Regions from separate parts of the Anas platyrhynchos genome. Here region 1 is linked to region 2. Evidence: chromatin contacts called from public Hi-C data. All regions are on one chromosome and are shown on one strand. The core of a region is the stretch at or near the end of the contact, and the rest is flanking DNA. Distances in the headings are between cores, read along the strand shown.

The links. A called contact is a pair of places that touch in the nucleus more often than the background predicts.
Region 1: a Hi-C map of subcutaneous adipose tissue shows a contact between it and region 2, with 2.9 times the contacts expected there. The contact joins the promoter of VCPIP1 here to the promoter of CSPP1 in region 2. A contact is called at or near these places in 2 of 8 Hi-C or Micro-C datasets (liver and subcutaneous adipose tissue).

The regions. Positions count from the first base shown.
Region 1 is chr2:36,027,860-36,034,131 of IASCAAS_PekinDuck_T2T, reverse strand. VCPIP1 (valosin containing protein interacting protein 1) reads right to left here and starts at 4,414. Exons shown (of 3, transcript XM_021272326.4): 1 at 1,566-4,414. The coding sequence starts at 4,251. LOC140001861 (a long non-coding RNA gene) reads right to left here. Exons shown (of 3, transcript XR_011807482.1): 3 at 4,853-6,272.
Region 2 is chr2:35,888,720-35,894,669 of IASCAAS_PekinDuck_T2T, reverse strand. It overlaps CSPP1 (centrosome and spindle pole associated protein 1), which reads left to right and starts at 4,004. Exons shown (of 29, transcript XM_072034556.1): 1 at 4,004-4,137. COPS5 (COP9 signalosome subunit 5) reads right to left here and starts at 4,028. Exons shown (of 8, transcript XM_005019340.6): 1 at 3,722-4,028; 2 at 3,416-3,650; 3 at 620-748. The coding sequence starts at 3,888.

The sequences.
Region 1 (6,272 bases), core at 3,165-5,664, 140 kb before region 2:
GGCTATTCCGACCTGTGCCTCACGGGAGGAATCTCACAGCGGGGAGAGGCAAAGGAAAAAATTGATCTTTGAACATCAGGCTCACAGTTTATACAGGAGTGGACGCAGAAAGGGAGGCACCTTAGTGCTGAAGTCACTTGGATCCTTTGACAGCACCTCTGAGGTTTCTGTAAGCCCACGACCACATTTTCAAGCCTATTTTTTCAAGGCTCTCTTAGTTTCACCCTGGAGTTAGGCAAGCTTTCTGCCCCAGCCTTTCCTTCCCTGCACTTTGGAACCTCAACCCGAACGCCAGGGCGGCAAGGTGGCAGGTAGCCGGTCCAGAGACAGCGGAGTAAACAGCCAGGCTCGGGGAAAATCAAAGTTCTGCACCGTGAACCTCTGACACGTCGCCCCAGGCTTATGCAATGGGTTTGTTCCTGCAACATCACATGCCTCGGCCACACCAAATCCCTCCAGCAGAAGAGGAGACTTCCACAAAAACAAAAAAATAAAAATAAAACAACCTGCAAACATGACTATTCGACCTGTTCGTACAGCTAAAGGGTAATTGCTGGTCTGCTTCCCGTCAGGCACAGCACGAATGGTGAAACCTAACGAAGAGAAGTGCCTTCAATGTAGGGCAGACACACATGTTGGGAAGAAAAAAAAAAAAAAAAACAAAAGGAAAAAACAGACAAAAAGATCTGCCTTTTGTCAGTCAGCAGATTCATAAATGCAATTATGTGAAGAGACTGGCACGCAAATCAAGGCCCAAATCTCCTGAGTCCACATATGAAAATGAAAGCCACAGGCAACTGAGAAAAGTTCATTAGTTTTGAATTATTACCAGGCATTTACACGAGTGATGATTTATAAGCATAGCTTTGCTACCCTATGCTACAGCCGGGCTTCAAATACACATTCAGTTCTTCCAGTTTTTCCTCTGCCTGCATTCTGAAATGATGCTTTTCGTGGTTCCTGTTTGAAAATAAAACAGAAAACCACCCAGACCTTCACGTGAAACGAGCAGATGAGCCAAGGAGACGATGCTGCGCTGATCTGCTTACACCAGCACAGCTCTCCATGGGGAGAAACGCCAGGACTTTATCCTAATACAGGGGTGGGGATTTGGTCCTCAAACTTCCAAGGAGCGGCCAACATCCCCTTCTCACGGCTACTCTGAATTCATTTCCTGTGACCCGGGGGAGGTGTAGGAAGCGAGAGTGTGCAGCTTGCACAGCACGCCCATCAAATGTCTGCTTAATGAGGTGCTGGAAAAACAAACAGAGAACGCAGGGAGAGAGACAGAGGCAAAGGCATCGACTCCTAAACGGCAGTTTTTAAGAGAGGATTTCATAGTGCAGAAAGAACAAGCACCTCACACACACGTTTTAAAATTCACAGCATTGAAAATCCCTGACAGCACGCTGACTGTTCCTCTAACAGAGGAATAATGACACTAACCTGTACTCCATGGTTACAGCAAAAAAAAATAAAAATAGATTTACGTAATTGTATTTTGTAGAATTTTATCTCCTACTTAAAAGCCACAATTTGAAAATACAACCTGAAGCCGGCCTTACCCATCAGCGTTGCTAGAAGACACAGCGAGTACATCTCCTTGTCGACCTGCTCTTGCAGCTCCTTCGATGAGATTTTACTAGTCACAGCGACGTCTTCATGCTTCACGGCATGGGCCGAGTGCGCTGCAGCGGGCTGGCTGCTCTCCTCCTTGCCTTTCAGGATCTCTATGGCAATTCTGTCACCATGCTGCAGCGGCACGGGCTCGTTCTCCATGCCTTCTTTGGGAGGCAGCAGCTCTTTAGGAGGAAAGCCATAGCGAATGCACTGCAAGTAGGGAGGGATATTGAATTCTCTAGCTATGCTCTCCTGCAGCTCCAGGAAGGTGGTGGTGCACTTCAGGGTCAGCATCGACTGCCTGCCATCGTTGGTCGTTATTCGGATTTTCTTCTCCTTTGTTGACGTGGGTGAGTACGGGGCTTTCGTTGGCGTAGCGGGCGCGGAGGACGGCCCCTCACGACCAGCCCCCGGGGAAGCAGTCCTCGGTTGCCCTTTATGCTCTTGTTTCAATTTTTCGCTTTTCCGTTTCTGCATCACGGAAGCCTGGTCTGCAATGTTCTGCTGAATAGTTCTTTCGGTTTTGCTCATGTTTAGCTCCTCCTTGTGCAAAGTTTTTGTCTTCTGTCCGGTCAGAATGATTTTGGTGGGAAGCTGTGCCTCTGCCTCTTGTCCTTGCTGCACCTCATCAGCTCTTTGGGCGTGGGCACCATCGATATTTACAGGGGTATAGTCGTCGGGGTTCTTCTTGGCAGTTTGATGCAATATCGTGTTGACCACTTTCTGAACAAGAATCTCGCTACCAAACTCCCCGGGGAAGTGCTTGGTCACGAGCTTCATGGCGACGTCGTACACGTTGCTGTTCAGAGAGGTGTCGCTTTCGTACTGGAACCAATAGACCGTCTCCCTCACCACTCTTCCACCCCACTCCAGAGTGATTGGGAAGGCTTCGGGCAGGTTGTCATATTCTTTGCCTTCCCAGTAGTGCTTGAACCCGCAGCCACACTTGCCGCCCGTGGACCTGGTGTTCGTTCTGTCCCCGTCCAGGTAGGAGACAGAGCCGTCCTCCCTGACGCGGCGCACCAAGTTGCCGTGGCACCAGTTGCACGCCGTCAGGCTGCTCAGGCTGTAGTCGGGCACCAGCACGTCCTTCGCTGGGTTGTAAGAGCACACCAAGCTGTTGAGGGGAAAGCTGTAGTTTTTGTCAGGCCGGAGCTGCCCGTGGGTGCTTTTCGCCAGGTTGTACAACTTCCCGCCCGGTGCCAGCCACTCTGGAGGCACGTGGTGCTCTGACAGGGCCCCGCAGATGAGGCACCTGTGGAGGCGGTTGTCCGTCACCGCTTTTTTGGCAGCTGCAGTGACTTCTTCAGGCTGGACTCCTATGACGCCAGTCCTCCTGTAGAAATACTGATGCACGTCGGCCACGAGACTGGGATGAATACCGTGTTTGCTCATGAAAACCTCCTCCATGGCAGCAACCAGCCTCATCAAGTACTTATCTTGCAGGCTTCTGTCTCCGCCGATAATGCAACCGCCATCCTCCTCCAACTTGATGTACTTTTTGATGAGGTCCTGAGGAACTCCCCAGGCTTTAGGAAGGAGCTTCCTAGGCAGTTTCGGCAAAGCAGCACCTTTTATTCCAACCAGAGGGATGTAATGGTTCCGCCCCGAACTACTCCAGGCGATGCAGATCGGCTTGTTCAGCATGCCATCCTTCCCCATGCACTTCTCCAGGGGTACCAGGCCGGGGAGGAAGGTCGCCGAGTAATCCCCGGAGCTGCGCATCCCGCTCAGGGAGTCTAACAGGATGATGGGCCGGTGAAGCACGTTGGCCAGCCCGAAGATGTGGATGTTCCTCAGGCCCATCGGCACGCCTTCCGGCGGCACGAACAAGGGGTCGCACTCGTTGATGATGTCCTCCCACTCGGCCGCGTCGATGAAGTCGTGGAAGAGCGCCTTGTAGTGGCTCAGGTTCTCCTCAAAGTGCTTCTTCAGGTTCTCCCGCAGCGCGTGCCAGAACAGCTCCCGCCCCACCAGCGCCCGCGACACCGCGTGGACCAGGCAGTGGCCGTCGCCGTCCACGTGGACGGGGATGAGGCACTCCTGGCTGTTGTTGGCCTTCTTGATGTCCTCCAGGGTGTCGTGCAGGTACACCAGGCTGCCCGAGCGGTCCTTGCCGTAGCCCACGGTCTCCACGTGCTCGGGCTCGATGAGGAAGGCGCGGTCGCCCAGCAGGGAGCAGTCAAACACCTCCCCTTGGTTCATCTCCCTCAGCAGCTTGGCCTTGCCCGTCTGCTTGTCCATGCCGTAGCGGGCCAGGATGGGGGCCAGCAGCTTGCAGTGGTAGTTGGACAGCCCCATCACCTTCACCAGCTCGGCGCTGCGCCGGGCCGGGCCGGCTCCCAGCAGGGCGCTGCGCAGCAGGTTGTGCAGCACCACGTCGGGGTCCGGCACCTCCTCCACCGCCAGCAGCTGCCGCTGCTCGTGGCGCCGCCCGCACTCGGTGCACTCGATGCTGCCGCCGCCCTGCGGCCCGGCGGCCGGGAAGAACAGCCGCGCCTGGCATTTGGGCTCGGGGCAGGTGCCCGAGAAGATGCGCCGCTCCCGCTTCTTGCCGCCGCCCGCCGCCTGCTGCTGCTGCGCCGGCTGCTGAGGGGACGGCGGCGGCGGCTGCTGCTGCGGCTGGGACATCGCCTGCGGGACCCCCGGCTGCTCCTCACGGGCTCCCCGCCGCCTCCTCCCCCTCCTCCTCTTCCTCCTCCTCCTCCTCCTCCGCCAGCCGCCGCCGCCGCCGCCGCCCGCCGGCCCCCATCCGCCGCGGAAGCCGCCGGCCCCGCCGCCCGTTTGGCCGCAACGCAACGGCCGCTCGGCCCCTTCCACGCCGGCCGCGCAGGCGCCGCGCTGCCCGGGGCCGTCGGGAAAGGGAGTCCCGGCGCCGCAGAGGGGAAAGGGGAGGGCGGCGCGCCCGGACTACAAGGGCCGTGGTGCAGTGCGGCGCGGGGAGGGCGAGGGAGGGGTGAGGAAGGCTGGCCGCGCTGCCCCGTGGGGTTGTGGGAGTTGTAGTCCGCCCCCCCTTCCTCTCCTCCCCGTGGGGCTGGGTGGGATGGCGGGCACAGCCTCAGCTCAGCGCGGCGGCTGCACAGCCGTGGGCAGCTCGCCCTGCTGCCTCGCTGCGCCTCCTCGCAGCTACAGGAGGAGGAAATACAATTGAAAAGGGCTGCTGGGTTGAGATAAGGGCAGGGACATTGCTCACTGAGTACTGTCACAGGCAAAGCAGACTGAGCACAGGGAGATTCATACATTTTATTGACTGCTAATAACAGACTAGAGCAGTGAGAAACTCAAAGCATACTAAATACACCTTCCCTTCGTCCACCTCCTTCTGCATCCTCCCCCTGAGCAGTGCAGGTGAACGGGGAATGGGGGCTGTGGTCAGTCCCTGACACTTTGTCCCCACCACTCCTTCACAGTCCCTCTCTGCCCCTGCTCCCCATGGGGTCCCTCCCACGGGATGCTGCCTTCCCCAACTGAGCCTGCGGGGGCTGCCCACAGGCAGCAGCTCCTCAAGAACTGCTCCAAATTTGGGTCCGTAACATAGGGTCCATCCTTCAGAAGCGGACTCAACGGGTCCCTCAAGAGCAGCAGCTCCCACCACATCCACCTGCTCCACCAGGGGCTCCTCCACCCATGGGGGACTGCAGCCTGGAGATCTGCTCCATGTGGGACCCATGGGCTGCAGGGGGACAGCCTGCTCCACCAGGGGCCTCTCCCTACACAGGCTGCAGGGGAACTGCTGCTGCCTGCCTGGAGCACCTCCTGCCCTCCTGCTGCACTCACTCTGTTGTCTGCAGGGCTGCTTCTCTCACATTTTCTCACTCCTCTCTCCCAGCTGCTGTTGCACAGCAGATTTTCCCCTTCCTTCAATCTGCTCTCCCAGAGGCCCAACCAGCCTCACTCCCTGGCTTGGCTCTGGCCAGCAGTGGGTCCCTTTTGGAGCCAGCTGGAGCTGGCTCTGATCTGACACAGGGCAGCTGCTGGGCTCTGCTCACAGAGGCCAGCCCTGCAGCCCTCCTGCTACCAAAACCTTGCCAGTAAACCCAATACAGGGCAGAGCCCCGAGGGCTTCCCAGCCACGGAGTTTTTCAACAAGCATCTCTGAACCTGCCTGTCCTCCCTGGCCAACCCTGGGCAGCTACACCAGGCCCTGCCCCAGGGGTGAGTGGTGGCCATGGAGGTGTGCCCCAGCTGCCAGCTGCAGATAGGAGACACAGGAGGCCTCAGGGTGAGGTGTTAGCGCCAGTGATCCCGCCTGCTGGCGTCACACACACAGATAATGAGGGAGCGGAGGCCGTGTGGGCCTTATCTCCAGAAGCCATCTGAAATGGTACTTCACAGGCTGGGAGATGAGTGCCTGGAGAGCAGCTCAGCAGAAAGGGATCTGGGGGTGCTGGTCAGCAGCAGGCTCAACACGAGCCAGCAGTGTGCTCTGGTAGCCGGGAGATCAAACTGCATTTGAGGATGCATTAAACACAGCACAGCCAGCTGCTCAGAAGAGGTGAATCTCCCACTAAATTTAGCATTGGTGCAGCCTCACTTTGAGTATTGTGTGCTGGAGAAAAGGAGGAAGAGGCAACCTCACTGCTCCTTCCTGAGGAGGGGAGGTGGGCAGGGAGGTGCCAGCCTCTGCTCCCTGGTAGGCAGTGACAGGACAC
Region 2 (5,950 bases), core at 2,755-5,254:
TTTTTTTCCTTTATTTATTTATTTCCTTTATTTCCTTCAGTAGTGACAGTAGTCCAAGTCATACTTAAAGTAAGGTTTACTTTGATTTAAAATGGAATCTGATGCCTGGAAGAACTGAAGAGCCTGAATGATTTCTTCAGATTTTTTCTTCAAAGACTTCCTAGAATCTTCTACCCTGTACTATGCCATTCATTTCATCTAAAAAGCATTTTAGCTTCAAAGTAACAGGACTCTGTGAACATGCTTTCCTCTACTCCTACAGAAAAGGCAACTAAGAGAACAAAAACAGATTTTTGTTTTATTGTAGAAGCCTGAATATGGATTGCTCAACGAATTTTTGCAGAAGTACCATCCTCACATTAAGAGTAGCATATAGATTTTTGCAGAACTACAACATGTGGAACAACGTAGTGAAAACAGACTCAAAGAACAAGACTACTGGTTTGACTAGCACGTGGCCAACAAAGCAAAAGTGTTGAAACTGATTTAAGTGTTGGATCTAACACTTCCATCATGCAAACCACACACTACTAGACTGTTCATAGACAAAACCCCTAAAGTTATTCCCCTCTAAGCATAATTTGCTATGCAGTTTTATCAACTATCAGGCAGTACTTACAACCACTGCTACAAAGGGTTCTTGAAACTGCTGGTTAAGCATCTGAGTACTGACATCGATCCCAGAGAGCCAGCAGCCGTAGCCAGGGTGACTGTGATACCAGCCGATTGCATTTTCTAGACGACCAACCTAGCAGCAGTGAAGGAAAACAAATCCAGTGTTAATTTCCATCCTTTAAGTATCGGCTGCCCTCTGCTGGGCCTGCCAGCGTATTACAACACAGTAAGAATAAAAACTAGAATACACACAGGAGCTTGCTATGCTAACTTAAAATACTAAATACACAGCTTATTTTGCTGAATTGTTTTCCAGAAACCATACATTATGTAGTATTTGCTGTTACAGCTACTATATGCTGTTATATACTACCACAATACAAAGAATTTTAGCTCCAAGGACCCAGTAACAACTTCACTGACAGCTGAAATACAAAAGAGACTCCACATGCTGAGATAAGTAAACAAAGCCTTGTCAGCATGGAAATTTTTCAGGATTGATATGTTTCAAGTACATATAATTTCATATAATGTATAGTAAGTTCCTAGAGAATAAATATTCACTATTTAGTGCAATAACACATCTCAGAGGCATGTAGTGAGATCATTGGCAGGTTTGAAAAATAGCAACTTACATAGATGCACATTTTTGACCACCAAAAGTGACAGAACTCATTGCCACAGTATGCTGTGAAAGCCAAAAGATGATTTCTTGAGATTTTTAGGAGCAGAAAAACTCATAGTAGAAGTTTCCAAATAATACTGCTGGGTAACTCTTAGATTATCCTCACCCCCCCAAAAAAAACCCACAAAGCAAGCAACCAACCCACAACAACAACAAAACACACCATAGTTCATCAAGGAGAATGAACACCCATTGCACCTAAGTTTACTGTAATTCATCAGGATTTGTTTCCTGGCTGTTCAATACTGAGTTGAATGACGTTAGTCTGACTACCCTACATGCTAGTTCTTAACCAAGTGCTGTCTGTTTCAATTATCAGATGCTTCATTTTGCCAAATACTAGGTATGTCAGGATGAGATAGAACACACAGACTACCTTCCGAACTGAAGGTTTATTTTGTTTTTGAAGTGGTGAATAATATTTATATTTTCTTGCAACTCTCATTTAAGAGAGTCAAAGAGAACAACAGCACACTAATGCACGTGTATTATTATTCAAAGCCAACTAACACTGTTTTTTAAAACCATGTCTATATCGGATCCTGCCAATAGAGAAGCAAATAACTGGAACGTTGGCTTCTGTAAAGTACTTATGCAGGGGGATATTATCAACTTGCAAGCTAGTGAAAAAGAGTTATTCCAGGCACAACTGCTTGCCAAAATCAAATGTGAACAGTCAGCATGCAAACTCTGTCAGAGCACCAGTAAAGCTGAATTACTGTATTTGCACACAAGTTCAATTTCAAAATAGTGAAACTATACGTGAAACTGCACAACATAAACAACCGGAAAAAAAATCTTATCATATGAGCGCTCCCACATAAGCATGCACTGTTTTCAAAATCTAATGAAGTAATTGCAAATAGAAATACTCATATTATGATATATAGTTATTAAATTGAAACCCATTATTTCTACCTAAGAACTGGATACTACAAATACATCTTTAGATAAAAACACCTTTTCACATTCCATACTTTTCTGCAACAACAATATTAAAATCATGATGTTAAGTTTCCAGATAAACCAGATTAAATAAATTATTTTGAAATTTTCTCATAAACAGGGATGAAAACTTCCCTCCCCTCAAAAAAGCCCTAAAATATACTTTCCTTTGTATTGTTTACTTTTTTCTGACATTATGATCCAGCCTAATTCACATTTATTTAAATATATTTAACTAGATATAAAGCTGTGAATATAAGTACAATTCTCCAAAATAACCCAAGTACTTGCTTCGTTATCTCCAGTGACTTGGTAAGAGTCCTCTAATTTTAGATGGTTTATAACACTTCTGCGATTAAAGGAAATCAAAGGATAAACTAGGCCTCAAACTATTTGAGCTTGGACAGTTAAGAGGGATTTCAATGCTTATTCATGGTGTAAGATTGCCCTGTAGTGGAGAAGCATACCAGTATCTGCACGTGAGATTTTTTATGGCATGCTCAGGCTTAACCTGACATGCCCAGGAGTACAAGGTGAGGAAATGGGGACAGACTTTGAGTTAATTATCTACATTTCTGAACTATAAATCTGGATAATTAGGTCGCACTAGAAGTTATTTATCCTTTCAGTGGCTTTTTCCTCTAGAATTGTGTTTTGTTTATAATTACAGAAAACAGCAGAGCTGCTAGGCAGTGAGACTTTGGAAAGCAAGAAGGTGTGAATAAATATCATCTTACTGATCTATAAATAATAAAATACTTTTTGCGAGAAAATTACTAGGCTATATTTAATTCCGCAAACTGCTTTTAGAGAAGACATGCGTGAGAGTTTAGAAACACGCTCCCTTCTTGTTCCGTTGACAAGCCACCAGCCACAGAAACACCTTCTGAGCAAGATGAGTTGTGAGGAGGGAGTAACCCAGGTCCTGAGGAAGGAGTAACCCAGGTTGTGAGGAAGGAGTAACCCAGGTCCTGAGGAAGGGGCAACCAAAACCGTGAGGAGGGCAGGCAGACAAGCACCTGCTGACGGAAACCAGCGTGTTCAGGGGGCCCTGCCACAGCTCCCCGGCCACCTTAGGGCAGACACAAGGCGAATAGGCCACCGGAGCAGCACGGGGAGCAGGCAGGGGCTCCCATGGCACCCATGCAGGCGGTGAGGAGCGTCTTTTACCTGCTTGGCGTTCTCGATGTAGGCCGCCATGTACTCGTAGGCGGCCGCCTGGGCGTTGACGCGGGTCTCGGTGCCCTCCACCGGCAGGGCGAAGCTGTCCATGATGATCATAGTCTCGCCGTCCACCTTGCCCAGCATGAGCCCCATCACCTCCAGGTTGCCCCCGGACCTGGCGTGCATCACCATCTTGAGGAGGGCCAGCGCCGAGATCTTGCAGTACTTGAAGTAATGGTGGCTGGAAGAGAGGGGCGCTCAGACACAGCCCCAACCCAGCCCCCCGCTCCCTCCCCACGGCCCCGCTCTCACTCCTTGGTCCAGGGCTTGGCCGCCAGGATCTCCTGCTGCTGCTTGCGGTCGTACTTGTAGATCTCGTCGATGCTCTGCGCCTCCTGCATGTTGTTGGCCAGCTCCCACGTCTTCTGCGCCATCCCGCTCCCGGAGCCGCCGCTCCCCGCCCCGGCCGCCGCCGCCATCTCCCCCCCTCCCCTCCCCTGGCTCCCGGCCCGGCTCGGCTCGGCCTCCTCTCGGCCACCGGCGGAAGCAGGAGGCGCTGGGGGAAGGCGGAGAAGGAGCGGCGGAGCCCTGCGCCCCCAGCGGGCGGCGGCCGCTTCCCCGTCCCCTTCTTTCCCCGCTGCGGGGCCCGCCGGAGCCGCAGAGGGCGCTGCCGGCCCCCGGCCGCCGCTTTCCGGGGAGGCGGCGACGGGAGCTGAGGGCTGCCGCCGGTGAGCGGGGCGGTGGGGAAGGGGGAACGGGCACCGGGCACCCCCCCGGGGGTGGTTTTGTGGGGCCGGGGAGCCGAGGAGGGCTCGGGCGGCCCCGGTGGGGGGCAGCGAGCCCCGGGCGGCTTCCCGGGGGGAGCCGCTGCCTGCGCGGCCGTTGCCTGACAACGGGGCGCCGCGCCGGGGGGGAGCGCCTCACAGCGCCTCAGCGTGCCCCGGGCAGGGTCCGGTTTGCTTTGCTTTGTTTTATTTTGTTTTGTTTTGTTTTATTTTGTTTTATTTGGGTTGGGTTTGTTTTGGTTTGGTTTGGTTGGGGTGGCAGCAGCAGGCCGAGGGAGGGGGGAGAGGCGTTGCGCCGAGCTGCCGCGGGGGGAGAAGTGAAGCTCTTCCTTCCCCTGAAGGTTTCCCCAAATCGCCTTCTTGCCGGCCCAACAGGCGGGTTCTGGAGGAGGTAAACTCGTAGGGTGAGAGGAGGTAAACTGGTGAGGCTCGCCGGCGTGGTGCGTTGGTCATTAATGCCCTTCGTAGTTGCGAAACACCTCGTTTTTAATTGGAGTTTATTCGTGAGCATCCAGACCGTGGGTGTTTTGTGCTTTTTCAGATAAGAATCAAAAAGAAAGGAAGGTGAGAGATGCAAAGCCCACTCTTCTGACAGCGAGAGGTTCTTCTGCATGCTACTCAAAGGGAGGAGAGAGAAGCAGCCAGTGCTGCCTGGCCTCAGGGTGCAGGAGGCTCAGGGAAAGCTTTAAAAAATATTTCTGAGTGAAGCAATTATGAGGCCACGTAACCTGTAAGTAGAATTACTACACACGACATATAGCAGCTTCTTTAAAACACTTCACTCCCCTGCTGCCCTTGCTGCAGTTTATATGGAAGGGAATTGCCACTTGTCTGGCTTTCCTGATGCACAAAGTAGACAGGATCTGCCCAATGACAGGGGCTGATTTCAAGTCTTCTGCCCTTGCTTTCTTGAGCAAACACAAGAGAAAGAAAGAGTAAAAAGGTGAATGTTTCTTTAGGTGATAAAATAGATGCACAGTATGCAAACAGGTACAACACACACAAAATAATACATATGCTAATAGGCGGTTTGAATGTCCTGAATGCAGACATACATTATTAACTGTGTTTGGGTGTAGATCCAATATCCATCTCTGTTCAAACTTGACTTCTCTTGAATGTCTGTGTGCTTTCCACTGCCTGGTGTATTTGACCAAGTTGAAGTCTATGTAGCTGGCTTTGTAGTTATTTGGAATTGCTTTTATGAAACAATACAATTTAAAAGAAGTAGGCTATGAAAAAATGAAGTTATATCTTCTTGAAAGTTAAAATATATAAAATATATGTTTTCTTCGGGGCTTTTTCCAACACTAGTTGAATAAATAGTATATTTAATGTAATTTTCATTTGAATCATACAGTGTTTTGCAAGTGAAAACACAAGTTTTAAACTGACAGATTTTTGCTGTCAAAAATCTATACTTTGAATAGTATTTACAAAATGCTGTTTTCCAAAAAAACATGAAAAATCTGTTGTTTGCACCTAGTAATTTTGGGGACTTGCAGTTTATTGTTAGGTTTTCACGTGGTCTCACTTTCCCTTCTGCTCTCCACACGTGCCCTACAAGCAATGCCTTCAAACTTAGTTTTGAGCCTGCTACTTTTGCTGGTAATAGTTGCAGGGGTCTAGAAATTCACACAGTCCATTCAGTCACCTTGCTAGACTGAAAATAGACTATTTTATTTAGAGGTGAATTGGTTTTAAGTTGGCAGGCTCTACCTCACTCAGTTTCTGCAGTCATATGAGGCCAGTTTGA